Linked DNA regions of Mus musculus: regions 1, 3 and 4 are each linked to region 2. The links are chromatin contacts, called in public promoter capture Hi-C maps. All regions are on one chromosome and are shown on one strand. The core of a region is the stretch at or near the end of the contact, and the rest is flanking DNA. Distances in the headings are between cores, read along the strand shown. Region 1 holds the start of Tbx19 (T-box 19). Region 2 holds the start of Scyl3 (SCY1-like 3 (S. cerevisiae)). Region 3 overlaps Fmo4 (flavin containing monooxygenase 4). Region 4 holds the start of Fmo1 (flavin containing monooxygenase 1).

Region 1 (3,618 bases), core at 442-2,941, 1.2 Mb after region 2:
CTTTGGAAGGGACCGAATCCGATTGAGAATGTGGGGTAGACCTTTGAAATTAAAAATATTTTATACAAAGAAAAGAAACGTGTGAAATTAAATTTTCAAATATTCAAAGCCATAAATGTATAGTACACACATGGGAGTCTGTGTGGAAAGTAAAAGACTGTCACTTTTACACAAGGTTGGTAGCTTTGCTACTGTGATCGCAGTGTATAAAATGTGTGTGTTTACTGTATAACTTTGTCTTACAGTAGTTTATTGTCATGCAACAGCTCTCACGTTCATAATCCTCCCAGCTGTACAAGGGACAGCTCTCTTTCGTTGCTGTGTTTTATTCATAATTACAAAGCTAAGACACCAGAAATTGAAGGCTTTTTATCAACGACAAAAGTCAGCCTGAGGTTCAGCTAATTTCAACTTTTCTCTCTAAGCAAAATTTCTCTCAAGGTGTAAGAAAAAGAGTCTGGGCTCAACTAACACTACTGAAAATGTCCTTCGGGTACTTTGTGTCCATAGGTACCCAAAGATGTGTGAGCATGCAGTGGGAGTCTCTTTCAAAACATTTGCATCTCCTCTGCTAAGCTCAAGCTTTAAAGTTCCCTCAAAGGCGCCTAACAGGCTAAGCTTCACAGGATCTGAGAAATGCCAGCAGGGAGCGGTATGGACAATCCCCACTCTTTGCAGGGAGAATGAAAGAAGAAAACTTCTCTTTCCTAAAACTGGGCATTAGAGCTTCATTCCCTATTATACGCCAGCTTTCCTAACTATGTGAAACACACAATCGAAACTCATTCTCCCTCAACATGCACAAGGAAGCAGGCAGAGAGAGATAGGCCATGTGGCCCTTTCAATCCCAGTCTTCAACTAGTCAAAATCGTCTGACAGACAGGTGTGCTGTGCTTAAGAACAAACTATCCAGTTTCCAAATAAAGTCAACTTTCACATTATCTGAACAGGACTGAACACAGGTCTGCTCCAGGGGACACAGTCATTCAAAAATTAATACCAGTTTCTGACAGTTGAGTCCACTTCCCCAATGCATGGGGCATGCTCCCCTGCAAAATAATTCCCCATATAATACATGTAGGTAAGACAGGTGGCCTCCATCTTCCACTGCTCTGATTATCTCAAAGAAATTAAGTTGGCTGAGTGACGGCCAGCCGAGACTGTCTTTAAGATGTTCAGAGCCTGCTGCCTCTGAACGAAGAGTGGTAGCCTCTTTACTACCAAAGGTGTCTTACCTTCCTCGCCAAGCAAAGGCTAGCACAAGTGGGCTGCAGTCAAACTCACCTGCCGTTCTTGGTCACGATCATTTCATTAGTGACTTCCTTGAATCTCTGCCAGAGGGGAGCATCCTCCAGGATGATCTGAAGTTGCTTCTCTGTAGGGTCTCCCTTCTCCCTCCCTGCCTGGAGCTCACTTTCCACCACGTTAAGCAGGCGAGACACAGTGCCTTCGCCAGCCTTCTGTGTGGCCAGTTCACTCATGGCTGTAGACCCTTTCAAACTTTGCTGAGAGCCGTTCCCACTTTCTCTGCCTCCGGCTCCTTCCTTCCCTCACTTGCTGGCTTTTCGACCCCAGCTGGTCAGTGTCTGGGAGTAGAATAAGATGCCTTGGCTCTTGCTAAAGCTTCCAGTGTGACACCCCTGAAAGTCTCCAAATTATACCACCAACCTGTTAAGCTTCAGTTGGGGAGCAGGGAGGAGAGGGTGGGGGGAGGTGGAGAAGAAAAAGCGCTCTCTTAATTACTCACTGGATCAGGTGGGAGTCAGCCTGGCTTTCCCATTGGCCGCCCTGCCTACAGTAGACGTTTAAGAAGAGTACTCCATCCAAATTATCAGGCTTTTATCTTGTTGTACCTGAAGAGGTCTAATCGGTGTATTGAGGACCGTTTTCCCGTTAATTAAAATTATTCCAGGCCCGGACTGCAACAATCAGTCAAATCATGTCTGCGTATAAATTGTGGCATGTGGCACCTATAGAAAAGGAGGTGCTGGCAGGGGAGCCACAAACTTGCTGTCTGGGCAAGCTGTCCTGGCAGAGTAGTCAGCTGAACTCCCTCCACCCTGATCTAGCAACTTGAACAGACACAGAAGCCCTGCAGACAAGAGCAGTCTATGCTGAGGGTGAAGGGCTCTGTGCCAAGATACAAGACCTGAGAATAAAGGAAGTCTCTCTGCATGCTACACTCAAGAAACTGAAGTCAGGAGGAAAAGAACTACAGACCTCTTTCCCCTAGGGAGCTCCTCTGTCATCTCCCCACTGACTGTACCCACCCACATTCACACCCTTTTTACCTCTAAGGTCCTTTTCATTTTCAGCTTTGAACTTTGATCTTCCTCCCTCGAATCCAGACCCCTAGTCTCTCTTATCTCCAGTCCTAGTGAAAGGAAGGGGGAAAGTAATTTGTCCTGAACTATTCTAAGAAAAACTCTGCGCCTCCTGGGTGGGAATCAACGTTTTACATCATTGGACTGAGTGATGCTAATCGTTGGTCCAAAAAGGCTCCCAGTTCTCTTTTGGGACAGCCGTGGCCAACGCTGTCCTTCCGGATTGAGTCCCGCTATTCCCTGAGGATGTAATTAGTAGAAACGGTTACTTCTCCTAAAGACACAGCACAGGGTGGCTGGATGGGGAGGTAGAAACCATGAAGGAGACCATCAAAACAGCTGGAACACCCCAACCCTAGGAGAGCCTAGGGTGCTGGTTTATCTTGTTATAAAAGAAAACAAGAATGTCAGAGCAATGGGGAAATAAAAGCAGAAAACTTAGGGGGAGTCTGAATGTGGAGGATGCCAAACATGAACTGAGTACCTACTAAGCACTCCACAGAAGTGATAGAAGAGAAGCGATATCTTCGTAGAACGACCCATCTGACAGGGGAAAGAAGTGACATGAAGTAGTTTGGTTATCAGCCACGGTAAGAAAATAAAGATCATGCAAAAGGACGAAGTGGTGGAGGAAGCCATGCAAGGTGAGGCGGGGCTGGGGTGGGGAGGGTCCTGATTAGATGCTGTGCTGTAGAAAGGCGATTTGAGAAGGCATCTCAACAGTGACGGAAAGGACACAGAGAAAGTTGAGTATCCAGAAGAGGGGACCCAGTAGTCATGGCTAGGACCAGGCAGGGACCTGCTAGAGGGCAGAGTAGTAGGACTCACTGCTCAAGGGGGAAATGTGGGCAGCACTGAACTGGGTATGAGGGAACCAATGTCTAGCATGATGAATTAGTCCACTTACTGAGGCAAAGAAGCTGAGGGGGATGGGGACTCAAGCAGAGCCACACTTTATTTGGAAATTGATGTTGCAATTCTATACATATTTATAATTTTAAAACGTGGTAGGATATATACTGACCCGAAAGATAACCACACCCTGACCCACAGAGCATATATCACCTCACACAATAAAAAGGTACACTGAAGGTGTGGTTTAAGAAGGGATCTGAAAGCCTGCTCCCAGGGTCATGCCTCCTCGAAAGAGGCCATACCTCCTAACCTTCCCAAGTGGGTCACGTAATCAAAGCCTGAAAGTTAGCATGTATCTCTGAGAGAGAACATGTGGCAGTTGGTTTTCTGGCTCTGGGTTACCTCCCTTGGAATGATTATTTCCGGTTCTATACGTTTA
Region 2 (3,477 bases), core at 476-2,975:
CAACACATCTATTATTTTCTCTTCACTTAAACTCTGAGGTGATTGGTGTACACTTGGAGGCTAAGAAGCATTTCACGCTTGGATTGGCATTGGGAGGATTTAAATCAGAAACCCATACTTAGAGACAGATACTACAGATAATGCCCTTCCCATATCTAATGCAGATTAATGGTGTTTTTAAGGATGTTAAAAAGTGAATTTTCATTGCCAAAATGAGTAACTTCAAAATAGGTCAAATAGGCTGAAAGGCATAAGAATCTAGTGAGCCCAAAATCTTCACAAAGGCTCATATGCAAATAATCTGTAATCTTGTGGGGAGGGGCATTAGGAGATGGCTCAGTCAGTAAGGTGCTTGGAACCTCAGTCTGATCATTAGAATCCAAGTTCTTATGCCTGGAAGCCCAGCACTGGGGAAGCAAAGGCAGGTGGATTCTGGGGCTCCCTGGACAGAGAGCCTGGCTTAATCAGTGAACTGCAAGCCAGGGGCAGAGCTTACTTATCTCCAGCCCGTGTCCATGTGCCACCTGAGCAATATCACCTGTCACCCAACTCCAGGCGGGGTAACTGAATCTGTGTGTGCCTGTACAATACTGGTCCTTTTTCCTACAGAATCAAATGTCCGCTGGACAGAATGACTGACATACCCTATTGAGGGTAAGATGTGTAAGTTAACCCGTGGCCTCAAAAATATCTGGAATCTTAATGCAGAGATGTAAGAGATGGTTTATTTAGAAACCTGAGTGACACCAGGATAAATGAAGTGAGTAGATGGTAGAAGTATTGAGTGTGTCCCTTCCAATCATGTCTTACACATGCAGCAGGGAACTGTCTTCTAGTGTTAATTTTAGAGGAGTAGGTGACCATCGTGTTTGAGAAAACAGGCTACATGCTACCCAGGATCCCATCCACAGCTGGACTAGGATTAGTGATCAAAGAATGGATGAGAATGCGAGCAAGCACCCAGAGCGAACGATACAGCATAGATGTGAGTCAGGAATGCATCATCCTCCCAGTGGATTTCTTGCCCTGGTTGAAGTGGCTCAATTCTACTCCTCCAGGAAAAGAAAGGCACAAAATAAATTGATCAAGACAATCCTGGTCTCATTCTGACTTGCCTTACAGGACGTGGTAGCTGATGTTACTTTATCTACATTCTTTACCAGGAAGGCAGAGGCTGGCTGCGACCTCCCACACGCAAATGGGTTGATCATTTAGTCTTCGGTTATTGTAACGAAGGTGAACTTTCGAAGAGAACAAGAAGTCAGCGGATATTGGAGCTGGTAATTCTATCACAGGTGTAGTCTTCTCTTCCTCCGTTCCTTTCCCACACACCCCCCCCCCATCCTTATTTCCCCTCTCCTCCCTTCCCCTTTTCTCCTCTTCACTTTCTTCCCTCCTGTCCGGTCCTCTCCGGTCTTGCGTGACATTCCTTCTAATTGTACTATTTCGCTGAATTATGATTCCAGGTTTTCCATCTGAAACCTTAAGCCTTAATTAAGTCTCAAGCGTTAATCGCCATGATTTCTGACTTCACTAAATACATACATACATACATACATACATACATACATACATACATACATACATACATACATACATATCTTCTCTGACAGCAGGCCAATCCTGGTGGCCAGGATGCTGAGGGGGCAGTCACAACCGGAAAAGTTCTGGCTCAGCCCCAAACTCCTCTCCTCCTCCTCCCCGCCCCCTTACTTGTCTGAAGCCAGAGGTGGCCATTTTGGATTCGGGCGGAAATGAACTCAAAAGCGGCTGGTTAAAAACCCAAACATGAAAACCGGGATGCCCCTGCAGTCGGGCTGAAGACACACGCAGAGAGGCTTCCCTGCCGCCAGAGCCGGCTGCCGGGAACAGGCGTGCGGCGCAGGCTCCCCTGGCGCCCACACCTACCCGGGCCCGCGCCCTCGCAGCACCTGTGCGGCCGCTCTAGCTCGGTTCCGGGTTCGCGCCTCGGTGGTGGCGTCGGAGGAACTGAAGGCCCGGCTGTTGAGCCGCTTCCGGGCCCTCGGAGAGCCGCCGGAGCCGGGTCCTCGGGGGTGTCTGTGGGTGGAGGAGCCGGGGTCTGAGCGTCGGAGCCAGCCGCGGGCCAAGAGGGAGCGGAGCCGCCAGCCTCCTCCCGCCGCCCGCAGGTAACCGGGAGCCGTGCGGCCTGGACGGCGGGGCGGGAAGCGAGCCGGGGCGGCCGGTTGAGCGCTGCCCCGGGGAGTTCGGGGTGCCCCTGTGCCTGGCGTCTCGGGTGAGCCCCGCCGGCCGAGGCCGGTGGAGGGCCGAGAGACCGGGCCTGGAGTCCAGCGGGAAGGCCGCGCGGTGCAGGGTCCCCGACGAGCGTCCACACTCAGCCCCCGGGCTTCACGTGTAGAAAAGACAACAACATCTCCCAAGGTCGCTTTTGCTGAGTTCTGGGATCGCTGCTGCTGCTGGGTTGGGGGACATGTGTGTGCTCTGAGCTGATGTCACACCTCGGAGTACTTTTAGTCCACAGAGACTACATGTTTTGCTTGTCAGCTAGCACAATGCGGTTGAGTTCCTGACAGGGAACATACGTGGCCGAGACAGGGCCGCTGGTAAGATTTGTCACCCAGTATCTAAGTGCCAACGAGTACATATCCTTAGGACTCTCGGGCAAGTCATAACCTTTGGCTCTTTGAAGCGAAGGGAACTAGAACCGAAGAGAGTCTCTACTGTCGGGAGAACTAAGGGACATACTTCCCCCAGAGCACACGTGGTATGTGGTTGAATACCTAGGCAAGGTGCTGCTCCCAAACCAAATGGAACCCTTCAGAAGCTTCGCCTGAAGCCAAAGAAATGAGAAGGATGGAAGACATAGATAGATTAAAGTGTACAGTCACATCCTAGACTGTCAACTCGACGTTTCATTATAGAAAGTATAAGTGGTATAGTCAGTAAAAATGCCATATTAGAATATCCTTTTCTACCTTCGTGTGACTTTCAAAGCTACCTGGCACTATTTCATAGTCCCCTTCTTACTTCCCAAACCAAGAAAAAATCCGTGGAGTTGGGAGTGTTCCTTATGTCTTGCATTTCCATAAGCTCCTTTCAGCTCCGTCCTGAGGGTTGTAAAACACTGCTGGTGCCAGCGGTCCTGCCTCTTAGATACAGGCGTGGGGAGAACCAGAGTGACCGCCTTGTGTGTTCTCAAATCCAGTCCTCGGCGCCCTTTCCCTGCTGTGTTGGGCGCGGGGCTCTGTACAGGGCATCCTATTCGCTTCGGTAGAAACTGAGCCTTGCCTTTTTAAAGGTGCTCTTCCTTAGGGTCATAGGCGACTTATCACTGTGAAAAATGACTGGTTTTGGTAGCTTCCTAGTATTTTTGCAAATCTAAAGGTATTATGTTCGTATTTATAACATTGAGTTAGGGTTAATAGATAATCTAAGGGCCAATATTCCAACAAGGATTTGGCCTGCTATTGGAAATCAGTAAGCTAAATGCCCATTGCC
Region 3 (3,707 bases), core at 1,036-3,535, 1.1 Mb before region 2:
ATCATGGAATATCTTATTTTCTCACTCTATGGTGATTGAAAGTTTTGCTGAATATAGTAATCTGGGTTGGCATCTGTTGGGGAAAGGAAGCTTGGGGAGGAAGGTCTTTGTGATCTGTTGGGAATGAGGGTAAAGACAAAAGGGAGATAGAAGACGTTTTCCTGTTAGAGATCTGGGAATGGGACTGGGAGGATTGGAATTTGGGAGCAGTGGGAGAGGTGGGTCCATCTTTAACCTACTTGTTGAAGATTGTCTCTTGGGTCTCAGAGGATCCCTGTTGTGGTTGGGGTCTGGCACAAAGCAGTGAGTTGGGGGTGGGGTGGGGGAAGGGAGTTTAGAAAGGGAAGAGCTATGGAATCCACAGGCTATGTGGACAGGGGTCCAGGAAAAGCTTCTTGGTTGTTCTGCTGCAGAGCTGGGGATAAGACAGGGATTGGATTTGGAAGGGAGGAGGGAGTGGTGAGGGACTTCAGTTAGCTTACCTGTTTCCCTGTTCTGCTTAGCTGTTGTGTTCCTAGTGAATGTCTGCTGGTGTTAGAGGCTAGGATAATGGAATGAGTTGTAGGGAGAAGATCTGTGATTTTGGGGACTGGGGTCAGATAGGAAAGGGAGACTACAGTGAGTTTCTTGCTACAGAGTTGGGATGAAACTCCATATAGAAAAAAAAAATAAAAATGTCATAGAGACAGTTGGCAAATATTCCAACATGATAGACATTTCAAAAGACATTGACAAAAATACGAGATAGTTAAAGTTTGAGTCACTTTGCAAAAAAAAAAATCAAACTTTGACTATTAAAATTATCACTAATCTTGGGATAGAGAGATGTCTCAGCAGGTAAAGAGCTTGCCTCTAAGTCCTGATGCTTGATCCCTAAAACCAGCATGGTCCACATGCTGGGACCCACAAGGCTCCTACAAGTTGTCCTTTTACTTCCACACGTGCCTCATAGCATATGCATGCGCACGCCTAATACATAAATGTAATAAAAGCTTTATAAAAAAATCACTCATTTTATATTCTAGTCTTCAAAGTAGTGAGAGACTGAGGATTGTTCTAAGTTGCTGTCATGTAAATTGTCACAAGGCACTACTTGTTGTCCGACAATCCCAATTATAATTACTATGTTGTTAAATAAAAGACAAGCACACTTATTTTCATAATTTTTAGTTTAATTTCTAATGTTGTTGATCAAGCCTCTTATTTACTATGAAATTCTGATTATCATTTAAAATGCAGTTAGTTATGATGGGCATTTCCTGCTACTGTCTTTTCTTGGAGTGCTGGAGTCATGGCATGTGGTACCCCCAATATTTAAAGATCTGTTTAAAGTGTAGAAGTAGCAAGGAGGAGGAAAAGTAAGCAAGGAAGGCTCCCTGGAGGAGACCATGACATAGTGCTATGTGGGGCTTCAGTGACAGGTAAGCTGAGATGGCTGGAGGCAAAGGCATTGCCTCTCAAGGAAGCCAGTGAGATAGCCTGGACTTTAGGGATTCAGATCTCTGGGTTCACTCCTATTTTCTGTGTGACCAAAGAAGAATTACTTCTCTGACACTTTGATTTCTTATTTGAAAATTTATATATAGGAAAAATATATAGTATAGTATATATCTAAGTTATGGTGGGCTAATAAATACATCTTTGTCTGCTTGCTTCCTAAAGGACTCAGTGAGAGACACCAATAGCATAGACAAAGACTTTTGTTTATGGTGGTCAGCTTTAGTTAGTTTTGCAGGTTTGAAATTAAGTGCCCCTTGTACTGGGGAGTTGTCAGTAAGAACCTAGACACATTAACCAGCTGTTAAAGAAGGGATGCTGCTAAAGCTTGAAATCAGTTCCTCCCTGGTTAATGTTCTCTTGCTGTTGCATGTTGGAGCGAATGGTGATGGGGGAATCCACGGACAATACTAGCTGGAAAGCGTTGCCATGGAGAACTGTGGGAAGCAAAGGCCACACCTGGTTATACCGTAGGAACAGCAACAGGAAATAGTGGTAGTTTTCTAATCTTTTAATTCAGAGGATGGAATGTTTGAAACAACCAGCAGTTAGTTTACTCTGAATGACATACTCTGCATGTCTCAGGCAGTGCTCATTGTAAGGTGCCGGTGGTTAGTGCCACCATTTTCCAGATTGAGGTCACGGAGGCTAAGTAATTTGGCCAAGGCTCCAGAGCTCACAAGGGAGCTGGTATCAAAATCCAGGTCTCCTTCTCATTAGTTCTGGTTAGTCTGTTTTCCTCCCGATTAGTCATCCTTAGCAGCATACTTGTGTCACAGTGACCCAGCAGTTATTGTTCCTCTAATTGCCCCATGGATTGCCTTTTACTTAAACAGTCATCCTCAATAGAGTGTCCTTGTTTCTTTACAAGGCTAAGTTAATTGAGGATGAGGGATTATGTTGGCAGGAGAACAAGGACAGATGGAGTCAGAAGAAAAACGTTAGTCAATGAAGTCACTACTTATTCATCCAATAATCAAATATTTACTTAGCTATGCTTTCTATTAAGTAATGTTTAGAATAAAATAATGACAACTGAGAAGGCTCCATCATTTATTATAAGATACAAAACATCAAGTGACAGCTGGGTTTGGTGGCACATATTTTTACATTACAGCAGTCAGGCAGAGGTGAGAAGATCTCCTTAAGAGTTCAAGGCCAGCCAAAGCCATATACTGAGACCTCATCTTAAACCAAAACCAAAATACTCCTGAAACACCAGACCCCACAAAACTCCACAGTCCCTCAAACAAAAAGTCGTGTGATTCTACGCATGATAGGTATTTTATAATTGTCAGCTTTACATAACTTAAAATAATCTTGAAATAGATTCTCAGCGGGTAATTGCCTAGATAGGTTGGCCTATGGGCATGCCAGTGAGGCATGAACTTGGAAGACACTATGGGAAGAGAGTAGGCATGCCCAAGATACTTGAGGGGGAACTCTCATGGCTTAGTGCAGCCCTCACAAGCAATCATATTAATCTTTAGCAATCAGTAATGAGGCATCTCAGATCATTTCCCATCATCACAATAGAATGAATGAAATGGGTAAATTTTGTTTATGGTTCTGGAGGCTGGAGGGCTCAAGGATACAGTGACAGCTTCTAGTGAGAGGTTTGTTCTATGTCATTACATGGTAGAAAGTTCAAAGGGCACAAATAAATGCACAAAAAACGTGATGAGATCAGAGGCAGCCTTGCTTTATGACAACCTGCCCTACTGAGAGTGATCCAGTGTTGAGAGCAGCACCAATCTGTTTAAAGAGGGTGTCCCAGACACCTTCCTCCATTGGTAAACTGGAGACCAACTCATGAGTTCTGGGGCATGTACCACAGTAATCGGTAAGGGGGAAATCTTCTCGGTAGCTTACCTTGTACCAATTCAAGAAAATGTGAAGATTTGTAGATAAGTAAAAGAGAGACAAGCAGGACAGGTGCCCCCCAAGCTATTAAGTAATGTGAGAGGGAGGTAGGCTCGGGGGACTTAGGAACAATTCGAGTTTTTAATGGTTTCAGAGTCCTGTCCCACTGTGTCAGGATGGCATTTCTGGCTCCATCCCATCTTCCAGGGCCCACTAGGCGGTATTGGTAAGGGGTACATGGTCCAAAGAAAACTTCCCAAGCCAATCTTGGATCCTTAATGAACAAAAGTGGAATGCTGGGCTTCGCGCCTATGCACTGAGTGAGCTCGTCCATGTAGGTAATGAAG
Region 4 (3,725 bases), core at 405-2,904, 1.1 Mb before region 2:
AGTGCTGGGATACTGGCATGAGCCTGGAGCATGTCATAGTTTTAGCGTGAGACAGGGCTGTGTTCCATTCAGTGACACCCCCCCCACACACACACCCCGGGTCCTCTCCATGCAGTTTTATGAAGCAGGGGCTCAACAGCTTCTATGATAAAAAGTGGGAAAGTGTTCTATGAGGAACAACACATGAGAAGGTCCTGTCTTAGCTGATCCTAAGATCTGAGAATCTACAGCGCTCAGCCACCCCATAAATCCACACTGAGTGTGATTATGAGTGAAATAAAAACGAATTTTCTTTCAATTTCTTTACAATCTGTACAACCGCCTACAACAGTTAGAACATAAGCACAGATTTGTTTGGGCTTGACTACTTAGCAGGAACTTTGGCCTGGGGGAACTGTGAAGGAATTGCTGACATGCAAATCATCACTTTAAACCTGGGAAGTTTGGGAACCTCTAATCCAAGTCTTACCTTTTGAGTGTGTTTTAAATTGACTTGGAGACCTTACTGTTTTTTGTTTTTTTCAGAAGATTATCCTCTAACTGAGGGTAATTAGCACTGGATCAGTTAACCAGTATGACTCACTTACACGTTCACTAGGAAGGCATCTTTATTCACGCAGGCAGGTACCCCCACATTCTTCTTTAGTGTGTGCCAATATCTCAGAATACTGACAGGCACAGACTGCCCTATCAGAGCATATCCCTAAATGGGTTGTGTCAGTTCAAGCGTTAGCACTTGTAGTATATTCAGATGGATAATTGGGACCTGGGCTGGAATAAGAGTATGTTCTGAGATTTGTAACCTCTTAACAGCAGACATTTACTTCCTCAAGCCTAATCCTAAACCATCTACCACATAACACATGCTGCCTCTTACAAGGTTATAACAAGTTCCCTAAGAGAGTAAAGACTCTAAGAAAACAACTGGGCATTGAGACCCATGTTTTCTATGCTTACATAAAATATATGGAATTAAACTGTAGAAGTGACTCTCAAAGCCTTCATCTGGATACTTGTGGATTGAAGATTAGCAGATAAGATTTATAAATAGTACAAAAATCGAGAAATTTGATTCCCAAGTACAGAATAGAGCAGGAAACACAGAAACAGAAAATTGGTGAAGTGCAAACCTAAGTTAGTCAACTTTTCAGAAAGGCTTGCTTTTTGTTTCAGTTAATGTAACATACTGATACGTGGTAGATATACCTTACAAACCATTAACTCATACCATGCTAGAGGCTGCTGAGGGAAGCACTTAATAACTCATCCAGCAGAGGACTTACCAGTAAATGCAGAAGTTTAGCAATCTGACTTTATGTTCCTGTGACAAGGTCTCAAGTTCTGTTCCTTACGTTGGAGCAAGGGATGGTCGAAAAATTCCCCCAGGGTCACTCGTGGAGGGAGCTGTGTTCTGTTGAGACGACTCCTCTCTGATGTACAATAAGAAAAAACAGGAAAAACTCAGCTCCACCTTCTTCACCCAGAGGAATCGGAGATTTTTATGGGGTTACTGACTCTAAGTAGCTGTAATTGCTCATTCCAGTGGCCCTGACACAATTAGGATCCCAGAGCTAGTAACAATCAAAATTGTTTTGAGCCAGTGTTTGGGAGTTCCCTGCACACAGGATGAGCCTGGTCTAAGAGATAAGAAGCGTTAGGAAAAAAAATTGGAACCGAAGGTTAGCTGTTGTTTGTGTGTTCAATTGATTACTTGCAACAGTGGTATGCTGAGAGACAGACTGCCTGGTGATATGTACTTAAAACTCATCCTTCTGTTTGCAAACTATAAATGAAATTGGGTACTTATAATGGTATCCTTCATTTCATTCTTCCCTGGGCTAAGGATGAAATTAACATCTGCTACATAAATTCACAATCATATTAACAGCTGCTACATCAAACTTGCATTTTAAGACTTTTGGTCCATTTCTCACTTAGAGAAAATTGTTATTTTAAAATGCACACATTACTTACATTTATTAAACACATTTTAAAGCTCCTTTAACTGTAGATGATTGTCCAGGTGCTTGGGAAATGCAAGACAGATGTGTGAGAAGTACATAGCCTTCGAAGTCATGAGTCCTGGCTTCTAATGTGTTCACTAGCTTTTTTTTTTTTTTTTTTTTTTTTTTTTTTTTTTTTATCAAAGTAATCTTTGAAAAATGTTTGATTTTGCTCAGCTCCAGATTCCTCAATTAAAAATATGTAATTCAATGGCTTCCTCAAATAGTTATTGTGGAGTTAGATGAGGTAATCTATGTGAGATGGTCATGCGCATAGGAAACTCTGGTGCATAAGGGTGTTGATAGTGTTATGCATTGCTCAATTATTATTTTATCATTGATCCTCAGTATTGAAGAGATTCCTACAGGCATGAAAAAGAAAACTCCAAGAGACATTGCTCAATTATTTTTTTATCATTGATCCTCGGTATTGAAGAGATTCCTACAGGCATGAAAAAGAAAACTCCAAGAGACACTGGTGGACTGAGGCAGTAAAAGGCTCTTGACAGGCTAAATATTTTCTTAACCATTTCAGCACAGCCTGTAACTTCACTTCTGGAGGATGCTATAGAACATCAAACATTCCGATTGTTTGTTCGGCTCAGCTCTGATCTTGCTGACTCATTAAGCACTTGGCAAGTCGACAACATTGCTGGCTGTGAGTTCTTAGTTCAAGTTACCCTCCTGAAGCTCTGAGGATGGTAGTCATTGAAGGATTTCAAAACTTAAATTTGACCATAAGGTAAGCCTTCAGGACGACTGTTAGCTCAGATGTCCCTTTGAATGTGACCTTCAGTCAGAAGCATCTTAAGAGTTAGGACTAGGTTACTGTCCAAAGTTTAGCATTCAAATTACGTTGGTGTGTACATGGAGAACACTAAAGGAGTCACTTGGCCCCGGTGGTGACAAACTGCACATAAGGGAGATTAGGCTACTGAGTGATCATAAACATGATCATTTTACTATATTCATTTCCATAATTGGCCAGAGACTTTTATTAATTATTAAATGAATGAGGCATCTGACCTTCACTGGTAGTTTCCATTCTGGCTGCTTTTAGGGATCAATATTAGTCACCTATAGTTAAGGATACAGGATGAAGAAAGGCCTCTAGCCTGTTAGTCAAGTGAGCCACATTGGTAGCCAATAAATTTTCTTTAGTGCCTAGGACTGGACTCAGTTGGTTCTTCAACCCATGGGGAACCAGGATACTGGTACAGGTGAGCAAGAAGTTGGCAAAGAGTGACAAACAGACATTGACACAGAGAGAGTGCTGTATCTGAACGTAATGTCTCAAAGTGAGCATCAGACTTATATTACAGAAGAAAACAAAGAAGTTAAGTGACACATCAGCCAAGGTACATTGAAGTTATCTGACATAAAACAGAGAAATGCATACATAAAGACTGGCAGGAACCAGGCAGAGTTTACAACTGAGGTACTATCAGCCCTATCTAAAGTCAGCTATTGATAGGATCCAGGTGAAAGGGCGAATATGCCCAGGTGCAATTCTGGTCTATTGAATAACCCAGCACCAGAGTGTTTCCACTCTTGCTAACCTTTTCATTAATAATACAATACTCTAGTTCCTCCTTAAACCATAACCCTCCTTGTTCCTAGACAACTGTAAATTCCTGAATATGGGAGTGACTCGGCTGTAATTCTAAGTTTACTTTGTTGAACTAGCCCTGAGATTTTTAGTTCTTATCCAGTAAAATACTG

The links. Promoter capture Hi-C pulls out the DNA fragments that hold promoters and counts their contacts.
Region 1: a contact with region 2 is called in a promoter capture Hi-C map of neutrophils, with 4 times the contacts expected there. The contact joins the promoter of Tbx19 here to the promoter of Scyl3 in region 2. A contact is called at or near these places in 3 of 39 promoter capture datasets (hippocampal neurons, neutrophils and pre-B cells).
Region 3: a promoter capture Hi-C map of the 3T3-L1 cell line shows a contact between it and region 2, with 5 times the contacts expected there. The contact joins the enhancer-like site here to the promoter of Scyl3 in region 2. A contact is called at or near these places in 5 of 39 promoter capture datasets (the 3T3-L1 cell line, embryonic stem cells, hippocampal neurons and 1 more).
Region 4: a contact with region 2 is called in a promoter capture Hi-C map of liver. The contact joins the promoter of Fmo1 here to the promoter of Scyl3 in region 2. A contact is called at or near these places in 7 of 39 promoter capture datasets (the 3T3-L1 cell line, the SN4741 cell line, embryonic stem cells and 3 more) and 1 of 484 Hi-C or Micro-C datasets (embryonic fibroblasts).

What each region holds. Positions count from the first base shown.
Region 1 is chr1:165,159,082-165,162,699 of GRCm38.p6, forward strand. It overlaps Tbx19 (T-box 19), which reads right to left and starts at 1,692. Exons shown (of 8, transcript NM_032005.4): 1 at 1,285-1,692. The coding sequence starts at 1,481.
Region 2 is chr1:163,928,040-163,931,516 of GRCm38.p6, forward strand. Scyl3 (SCY1-like 3 (S. cerevisiae)) reads left to right here and starts at 1,726. Exons shown (of 14, transcript NM_028776.5): 1 at 1,726-2,147.
Region 3 is chr1:162,790,651-162,794,357 of GRCm38.p6, forward strand. Fmo4 (flavin containing monooxygenase 4) reads right to left here. Exons shown (of 9, transcript NM_144878.1): 9 at 3,233-3,707. The coding sequence ends at 3,308. Among named protein-coding and RNA genes, the nearest start is that of Fmo4, 20 kb to the right of the region's middle. Within about 2 kb of position 2,286, at least 26 of the 459 cell types and tissues checked have an H3K27ac peak or open chromatin away from gene starts, as enhancers often do.
Region 4 is chr1:162,864,956-162,868,680 of GRCm38.p6, forward strand. It overlaps Fmo1 (flavin containing monooxygenase 1), which reads right to left and starts at 1,655. Exons shown (of 9, transcript NM_010231.3): 1 at 1,284-1,655.